Linked DNA regions of Mus musculus: region 1 is linked to region 2. Evidence: chromatin contacts called from public HiCAR-type data. All regions are on one chromosome and are shown on one strand. The core of a region is the stretch at or near the end of the contact, and the rest is flanking DNA. Distances in the headings are between cores, read along the strand shown. Region 1 overlaps Tns3 (tensin 3). Region 2 overlaps Adcy1 (adenylate cyclase 1).

Evidence for each region. HiCAR-type assays count read pairs that join an accessible place to other places.
Region 1: a HiCAR-type map of kidney shows a contact between it and region 2, with 6 times the contacts expected there. The contact joins two enhancer-like sites. A contact is called at or near these places in 1 of 115 datasets of contacts at active chromatin or transcription factors (kidney) and 1 of 9 other capture datasets (embryonic stem cells).

Annotation. Positions count from the first base shown.
Region 1 is chr11:8,652,778-8,657,492 of GRCm38.p6, forward strand. The region is part of intron 1 of Tns3 (tensin 3); the gene reads right to left. Among named protein-coding and RNA genes, the nearest start is that of Tns3, 9.4 kb to the right of the region's middle. Within about 2 kb of position 1,359, at least 92 of the 459 cell types and tissues checked have an H3K27ac peak or open chromatin away from gene starts, as enhancers often do. A contact at or near this core is called in kidney, where this site is marked.
Region 2 is chr11:7,150,029-7,154,548 of GRCm38.p6, forward strand. It overlaps Adcy1 (adenylate cyclase 1), which reads left to right. Exons shown (of 20, transcript NM_009622.2): 13 at 1-187; 14 at 749-875. Among named protein-coding and RNA genes, the nearest start is that of Ccdc201, 36 kb to the right of the region's middle. Within about 2 kb of position 3,248, at least 9 of the 459 cell types and tissues checked have an H3K27ac peak or open chromatin away from gene starts, as enhancers often do. A contact at or near this core is called in kidney, where this site is marked.

The DNA.
Region 1 (4,715 bases), core at 109-2,608, 1.5 Mb after region 2:
TAGGGCTCATTTTGATATGAAGACAAAGGAAATAATTCTTGCCATTTTACTGTAAGGATCTCAGGGAAACTGCCCCCACATGCTATCCAGAAAGAACAATTCTTTTGTGCTACCAGCATAGTTAAGTACTGGCTTTGTATCTGCAGTTCACAACAGGGAGCCTTACAGGCATTCCTCGCAGGCATTTGCCATCAACTTTCACTGAGACGGGTAACTGGAAACATGGCTTATTTCCAAGAAAGTAACACCCAGTAAAATTCCCCAAATCTGTAAAAAGTACAAACTACTCTTTTGAATGTTAAAGACATATATTGCAAAGCAAAACTCCAAGAAGAAAAAAATCATGACCCTGGAAACATTAATGAAACCTTGGGAAACCCTGTGCGAGTTTGTGCTCTCTTACACATTTCCCCCTCACCCCACCCCTACACCCTTCTCTTTACGATAAGCTAGACTGTTCCTAGCTGAGCACAGAACCGCTAGCATCCCACGCACACTCATGCAAAGCATGTGGGCTTCAGACAAGGATAAAACAGAGCCTCTGAGTCAGGTAATTCCTGGTCCAAGGACACAAAGCTATCTTGTCCTTGGAGTTGACTGAAAAGCGAAAGATCAAACATGTTACCACCGCATGGCTACTTCAGTCTCAGGACATAAACATGAAGACCTGTGACCCACAGCATGCCCCCTTAGAACACCCTGGAGGGGAAAAGGGCTAAGAAAGCTCAAGAGGCCTTGCAGCCAATCCGACCTGACCAGTAGGGGGAGGAGAAGGGGGCTGGCATGAGGTCACTGTCCCTATTATAAAAGGCTTCTTTGGCCCCAACAAGAAATCATATCAAGGAAGAAAGACCGCAAGTGTGCCCTTCACTTTTATATAGGAAGGTCCCTAGGTGCACAACCCCACCGCTAACCACTCAGCAAGGTCAATACTAACATGTCTTCAGCAACACTTCACAGGAGCCGAAGGACAGCTCTAGAACCACGAGGCAGAGGCAGGTGTGAGAGCCACTTGGTTCTTGCAGTCTTCCCTGCTCCATCCCTCTCACCCCTAGAACAAATAGGCAGGGCCACTTTGTCCCCAGCAGCTCCAGGCTGAGGCTCTCCCCTTATTTGAACAAAACCATCTGGCACCACAGGAGCCAGGGAACTGAAGTTCCCAAGACACGTGGTTCTGACGACGGGCAGAACGTGGCGGAAACAACGAAAGGCCAGACGGTAATTCCAGAGGTTAAAGGGACACGGGACAATAGAGATCATAGTCAGACAAAAGTCTCTGTCAGCTCAGCCACACTCACCCTCCCAGCTCATCCTGGCACCAAGAACTGACCCAGTCTGCCTGGAGCAGGGCTGGGTTGGCAGTGTGGTGCATGGCTGAATTCAGAGGCCTCAGCTGGACACTTACCAACAGTCCCAGCCAGAAACACCCGCAGGGCCAAAGTCAGCACTAACGCTCCAGTGCGTGCCCAGCACCATCAGAACAGTGTTGGTCGCCGGTGTCTGAGTTCACTCAGGGAGCCCCAGAAATCAGGACAAGGAAACCAGTCAGTGCTCCGGCTGAGGAATGCAGAATGTGGAGATATGACTACAGCCCACAACCTACAAGGGCCACTTCTACACAGACTTTTTTCAGGCTACCTGCAAAATTAGAAGGGCACCCAGCTACTTGGCCAGCAGTAGACAACAAGGAGTTGGGGTTTTCAGAGAGAGGCATTGACAAGAATTGCTTCTAAGTCAGCCCTGAAGTTGAGGGACCGGGACTGGTTTGGTCATCACCATGAACACTCTATAAAGCCATTCCCAGCACTCATGTAAAGATAGTGGGAGCATGAGGCATACTTAGGATGGGGTAGGGGGAGCCTTGCGAAAATTAGTGCTAACTGCATGTGCATACACTGTGCCTCTAACTCGAACCTCTGAAAATGGCCAGACAGGAGGAGGAAAGTGATCATTCGCCACAGTGTGAGGTTATAGTGTGAGAATTGATTGCCTTCTGTTCTGTTAATTTTCCTAACAAATTGTCTTACAAGACCAGTACGTGTGTACTGGTGACCCAGATTTCTACATCATGTCTACTAAAATGGATGCAGGGGTAAAGGAGTTAAAAGAAAAAAAAAAACAAAAAAAACTGTTTCAGGGCTGGTGAGATGGCTCAGCGGTTAAGAGTGCCAACTGCTCTTCCGAAGGTCCCAAGTTCAAATCCCAGCAACCACATGGTGGCTCACAACCATCCGTAACGAAATCTGATACCCTCTTCTGGAGAATCTGAGGACAGCTACAGTGTACTTACATATAATAAATAAATAAATAAATAAATAAATAAATAAATAAATAAAATTTAAAAATAACTGTTTCATGTTGATGATGTTTCACTGGTTTCAAATTCTTGATCATTGCCAGCTAGTTACAATGACACTTGCTAAAGAAAAATGAGAAAGGTCTCCGAGGAACGAGGAAATTGAGGTGCTTCAGAGAAATGAGGCTACGTAGCATAGTGTCACACAGTGGACCCATAGGGGCTCACTAATACAGTTTGGGTACTGTTCAAGTGTGTCCCTCAAGAGAGACACATGCTAGAAGCTTGATTCTCTGTGCGGAGGTACTGAGAAGTTGGGGGAGGGGGGACACCTGTAAGAGGTGGAGCCTAATAGAAAAACATTGTCTAGAACCCCAGAGGCATGGTGGGAGGAGTATCAGGAGCTCGAGGTCAGCCTCCGAGGCAGGGTGGGAGGCAGCGAGGTCATTGGGGAAACCAACATGGAAACTCATGAGATCCTGAGCTATCAGAGAATAGCTCTGAATCACAACCTGGCTTCCTGTTTCAAGATATGAACACTCTCCCAGATATATTCCCACCATTGTGCTGCTCTCTGCCATGAAACCCTCACCAGGATCTAAGAAGTACTGGACTTGCCATCTCCAAAACTGTTTGCCAGACAAACCTTATTTTTCCAAAGCCAACCTACCTGGGGTGTTTTGTTGCCGTAACTCTCAATTGACTAACATACCCACCTCCCTGTCTTTCCTTAGGAAAGAGGTCAGGACCCAAGTACTAGAGTCCACCCTGCCTTCCTCTTCTCCCATGCCCCAATCATCCCTTATGCTTCCTTTTCTGGGAGAATGATGAGGATCAGGCTTTCCACAAGCCAGCAAAAAAATGATACCCGATCTTGCTTTGCAGTCTGCATCCTCAGAACTCCGCCTCCCACCCTGAAGGTCCCAGTGGCCCACCTTCCCTAAGGGTCCACCAACTCCCTGAGATCAGTGGGTACTGGTGCAGATTTGCAAACCACATTACCGCCATTGTGGGGACCTGCCCTATGCCTCATCTCATTCTAGTTGATAAGTACAATCATCTTCCTGAGTTTTCCCATTCTTCTTCGCCTTGTGCAATTTCCCTTGGCTATTGCAGGTAGTTGATCCACACTATCAAGCCCCCACGTGGCCCCACCTCCTTCAACGTCTTAAAAATAAGCCAGAGGGCTGGTGAGATGGCTCAGCGGTTAAGAGTGCCGACTGCTCTTCCAAAAGTCCCAAGTTCAAATCCCAGCAACCACATGGTGGCTCACAACCATCTGTAATGAAATTTGATGTCCTCTTCTGGAGTGTCTGAAGACAGCCACAGTGTATTTACATATAATAAATAAATAAATAAATAAATAAATAAATAAATATAAAAAAAGAAGAAGAAGCAGCCAGAGATGACCACCCATGTAGACCAGCCTTTTCTCCCTCTCCCTAGGGCCCACAGTCCCATCTGGCCTAGGAGCCTCAAAAACTCTGGGTGAACCTGAGGATGAGTGGTCCCTCCTCCTTCCAAACCTGACCAGTGATGCCAACAGTCACACTGGGAAGGGGACCAGCAAATCTGGCTCAGTTTGAGTCTGGTTCTGTGTGTTCCAAGAGGGACGGGCAGCCATTTGTTGACACTCCTTAGAATTGTGAATACATTCTTAGAGGGTAAAAATTAACCAGTGCCAGCCACGAAGAGTGTCATGGCTCTTGCTGCTGCTCCCAGCAAGCTCCCTGTACTGATCAGAAAAGCTGCCTCCTCCCAGTGACTCGGGGGCCTCCAGCACCATTCAACAGAGCCAAAACAGAGCAAGCTGGGCTCTGCACTATTCCCTCCAAAGCTCGGCTGAGGTAACCCTGTGTAATTGCACTCGTAGATCATAAGTGCTGGCATGTGGTTCCCAGGCTGAACCATTTACCCAAATTAAAACCATTCTCCTGAAACAAAGTCAGACCCTTTTAATTGAAAATAAAACCAAGCAGCCCTAGAGGCGCTTACTTGAGCGCTCTCTCTCTCTCTCTCTCTCTCAAAGACATTCTTCCTTCTTTCTCCTTCCATTAATCACCAAGTTTATGCAATCTGTCAAAATAGCTTGGTAAGAAGCTTCCTTCCTTTCCTGCAGGCCTGGTTCGTACCCTGTGGGTGCCAACCAAGAGCTGGAGGGCATTGCGAAGCCAGTGATCATACAGTGTCTTAGCTGCAGTCTGGCCATGTCAAGGAACCCCAAAAGGCTGCAGTTGCTTCTGGGTGTCTAACCGAAGAACAGCGATGAGGGACAACACGGCCAGGTCCCAATAGCATCATCTCTCATCACCCAAAGGTGGAAGTTGCCCAGGTGTCATTAACTGACAACTGGATCTGTAAGACACAGTGGATCCACACTCGAGTACTAAGTATTAAGTACTGGACTATTAAGCCTGAA
Region 2 (4,520 bases), core at 1,998-4,497:
GCCGGCGCACTGTGCTGCCTGCCCTGCCCTGTGAGTCTGCACACCATGCCCTGCTCTGCTGCCTGGTGGGCACCCTCCCACTAGCCATATTCCTGCGGGTGTCCTCCTTGCCAAAGATGATCCTGCTGTCTGGGCTGACTACTTCCTACATCCTTGTCCTGGAGCTCAGTGGATACACCAAGGTTGGGTGAGTGTGGCGCTCCTTGGAAAAACTCTAGACAGGGTGAGGTTAATTATCATTCTCCTCTGATAATTTGCATTAATTAGTTATTATTAATCATTTTCTCAGTTATTAACACTGTAGTTACAGTGCTTTCTCCCTTCTCTATCTCTTTCACATAGACACATGAATATAGACACAGACACACACACAGACACACAGACACACACAGACACACACAGACACACACAGACACACAGACACACACACACACAGACACACACAGATACACACAGACACACACACACACACACACACACACACAGCCATGTGCGCCAATTAGCAAGCCAATGTGATCCAAATTATCACTTTTTTTCAGGTTGGCAGCTTTTTTTCTATTTCCCTTTAGTCCATACTCTAGCAAAGCCTCTACCTTCTGGCTGAGATGAGAGTCAGGTCTGGGGTCAGGCCCACAAGCTGTTTGTAGGCCTCACTATGCTGAGATGGCTCTCTGCCCAGATCTAGGATTTGATGGCCATGTCTTGTCTGGAAGCCGACACTGATGGGGTTTCTCTTCCACCTCGCCAGGGGCGGTGCCCTCTCTGGGCGCAGCTATGAGCCAATCATGGCTATCCTGCTGTTCTCATGCACGCTGGCCCTGCACGCCAGGCAAGTGGATGTCAGACTACGGCTGGACTACCTCTGGGCAGCACAGGTAAGTTGAGCCCTCTGTCTCTTGGGACATGGGATGCCCGTGGGGAAGTTAGCAGAAGCACTCACTGACTACATGGCACATGGAAGCAGTCTTTCTTGGAGGCTTGAGTTCTAGGTCTGCCACCCATGGGATGGCTGGACAGAAGGCTCCAGAATGCATGGCTAGGGATAGAAGTTAGGGTGACTGGGATTCCATGAGGGCCCTTGGAAAATTGAACATGTTGAGCTTCGTTCTGCTCACCCAAGACCTAGTAATTTTCTGGGTATTTCTGACAGGAGAGGTGGGAGGGCTGCTACAGTGGAGGCATCAGAGAATAGCAGCGGTGTGAGCTGGTCTCAGGCCCGGATAGTCTGGGCACCAGGCAGGTGTCGCATGGCCCGTACTTAGCTTTCCATTCAAGTGTGAGGCAAGTGCCAACCGAGGAGAGTTTATTTGAGCCTGTGTCTGCAAAACCACTTTGGAGCACAGTGAGGTTTACTAGTGTTCATGGTGGGGTGGGGCTCCCTGGTGCTGGGGTGCAGTTGCCAGATCCCCCCCCCCAGGTGTGGAGAATTGAGGGGGTTAAGCATTTGAGTGGCTTTCCCAGGCTCAGTTCTCATCTGCTGAACTTACAGAGGTTTCTCCAGCAGCCAGTTGTCCCAGGAGAGACTTCCTTGCCTAAGAAGGAGGGAGGATAGCTGATGGCCTCAGCAACAGCTAGCCTTCTGATTAGCATGCGTTCAGAACAGCCCTTTGCCTTCCGAGCGGTGGAGTTTCCCCTGTTATCAGAGCAGCGCTGCCCAGGATGGATGGGATGAGAAATGAGAAAATATTGAGAAACACATGAGAAAACAGGGGCCACAGAGGAACCTGCCAGTGTCAGACAGTGGCCAGGCTGGGGTAAGCAACCGAGGCAGGCTATAGCCGCAGTCTGTGTGCCATCTGGTCAGGCTTTGTGAGCAGTGTGTGAGGCCAAGCAGGAACGTCTTCAACTCAGAATTTCCCGCCGTGCAGCCAAGGCTGAAGGGTCCCAGCTCAGAGTTGGGGCCCAGATGCCAGATAGGTAAGGCCAGAGGACAGTCAGGAGGAGCCAGTGACTATGGCACAAAGGTTCCCTCTGTATACAGGACTCTTGAGGGAAGCAGGGAGACTGTCGCAATCGGCTCGGGTGCACTTGGTGGGATGGGACAGGCTGGTGATGTGCTCCTTTTCCTGGGGCCGAGTTGAAGAGCCGACTATACAGCAGAAGGACAGAGACTGGTCAGCAAGTAGCAGGAATGACAAGGGCTGGGCGTGGCATCAAATTATCATTGTCACAGATTCCAGCAGCAGCTTGTAGTTCTTGTTGCTGACCAAATTCTCTGGCCAGCGGTATAATGGAGCGAGAATCCCAACCCAAGTTGCCCAGAATAAGTCCAGTTCCTCTTCTTGGCAACCTGTCCCCAGACCTGACATGAGGACACAGCCTGACTTGGTTGTGCAGGTGGCCCTGTCCCTGGGCTACAGGTCCGGAATCCTGATGGATGGCCAGTTCTTGATGCACTTACCATTGACTCACCTCACCCAGGAGCAGGAACCAAGGAGCCTATTGGTTCGTTGTGTCCAGGTTGGGGATGCCCCAGTGACGGCATTCGCCAGTTCCTGGAAAGGAGACCTGGCAGTTGCATTTTGCCCGAGTCACGCCAGGTGATGGGAAGAGAGTCTATGGCAGTGGTAGCATCGATCGTGGTCTTTGTTCTACTCGACTGTCCGTCCACTGTAACCCAGCTGGCTGCCTGCTCTGCTCCACTGACCCTGCCATCACCGTTGGGTTTCAGGTCTCATAGCGACCTTGTATGTACTAGAGAATAATGTACACAGGATGAGGCAGGAAGGCCAGGATTCTTGGCACAATGAGGTGGGGATTTGCTAGGGTATCCAGTTGGCTGTACAGTCGAAGCAAGTGGAAATGAGGCCTGACTATGAGTTCCTTTGGAGGGGGGCAGTGCTCATCCCTTTGAAGATATTTTTCTCGTATAGATTGACATGGCCTTCTCTTGGCTTTGATTATTAAATTCCAACATTTGTTGTTAAATTCAGTAGTTAAGTGTTATTGACTCATGTGACTTTCCATCCAGCCACACTCTCTCCCGCCATTCATCACATAGGGACCTTTCAGGAAGTGCAGGGCACAAATGCATTCCCTCACATGTAGCCTTCATGCGATCGTGTCATGGTGGAAGGGTTGCTAAGTGGAACACACTGACACATTTTTTTTTTCCATAGACATTCAACAAAAAACGTCACCTTGCTTTCCTGTAACCCCAGCAAAACATGGAACTTTCAGGACTTTGTCTGTTTGCCCTCCGGGTATTTAGTCAGGTCACAGAGACACGAGATCACCTCAGACTATTGCCTCATTGTCCGGACAAACACTAGCCGGGTTAATTATTTTTGGATACCACGTTGGCTACACAACCCTGCATAAACAAACAGGCTTTGCTTTGCCCTTGGTGACATTCTCTGTCTCTTAGCATAATTTTACCCCAACATTATTTTCTTTTTCAAGCCAGGATTTTTCTGTGTAGCCCTGGCTGTCCTGGAATTCACTCTGAGGACCAGGCTGGCCTCGAACTCAGAGATCCACCTCCCTCTGCCTCCCAAGTGTTGGGGTTAAAGGTGTGCTCTGCCCAGCAACCAACATTATTTTCAATGAATTCAGTAGATACAATTATTGTGAGCAACAATTCTGATACTTATGTTGATTTGTACTGATGCACTTAGTTTGTTTGTTTACCAGTAAAAAATCTGAGGCAAAGTCCCACCTTGCTGGACATGGACTGTTGCCTGCGGATCGGTCTCGGCACAGACTGAATTCCCATCAGTAGAACTAAGTCAGACCGTGTTGTGTTGTGTTGTGCTTCTTACTTTAGTTCACAGGTTCTTGGCCATGCTTTCTGGCACAGGCATGACAGTAGTGGGGACAGTAGTGGGGACAGCACAACACTTAAGGTCCTTCTCCTGGGATTCTAAAATGCTGTGACTCATAGTTTCCGGTTGGCATAGGTTTGTGCCAGGGCTATGTGTGGGCAAATGATTTCTGATTATCTCACAGTGGGCCCCACCTTTTAAAATGTTGTCACTCTTCTTACCGTGCTGTATGTGATATATATGGGGAGGGGGGCGCAGTGAGCATGTCACAGCACACATATGGAGGTCGGAAGAGAGCTTGGTGGAGTTGATTCTCATCTTCCATCTTTCCATTGGTTCTTTTGTCAGGCGTAGGCAGCAAACATCTCTACCCACTGAGCCATCTCACCAGGCCCAAGTCCCACCTCTTACAGGCCCTACACCCTCTCAGCAGAATCACACTGAGGACTGGGTTGTGCCTCCGCCTCCCCCAGACACAGGACCCCTGGGAGCAAACCACATGGGAGTGAGGACATGGGACATGCCTTCCAGGCTCAGTGGTTTTCTCAGAGACTTTGGTAGAGTTGGTTCTTCTATAAGGGTTAGGTGGAATGAAATAGACTGACCTCTGAACCCCATGTTTTACTTGTTGCTTAATGCAGAGATGTTAAGCTAAATTTCAAGTTTCCTAAACAAACATGAAGCCCCCTGGGCTTCCCATTGCTTGCCACAGTGGTTTTGGGAGTTGCTTCCCCGACAACCGCTCTTGGTTGACTT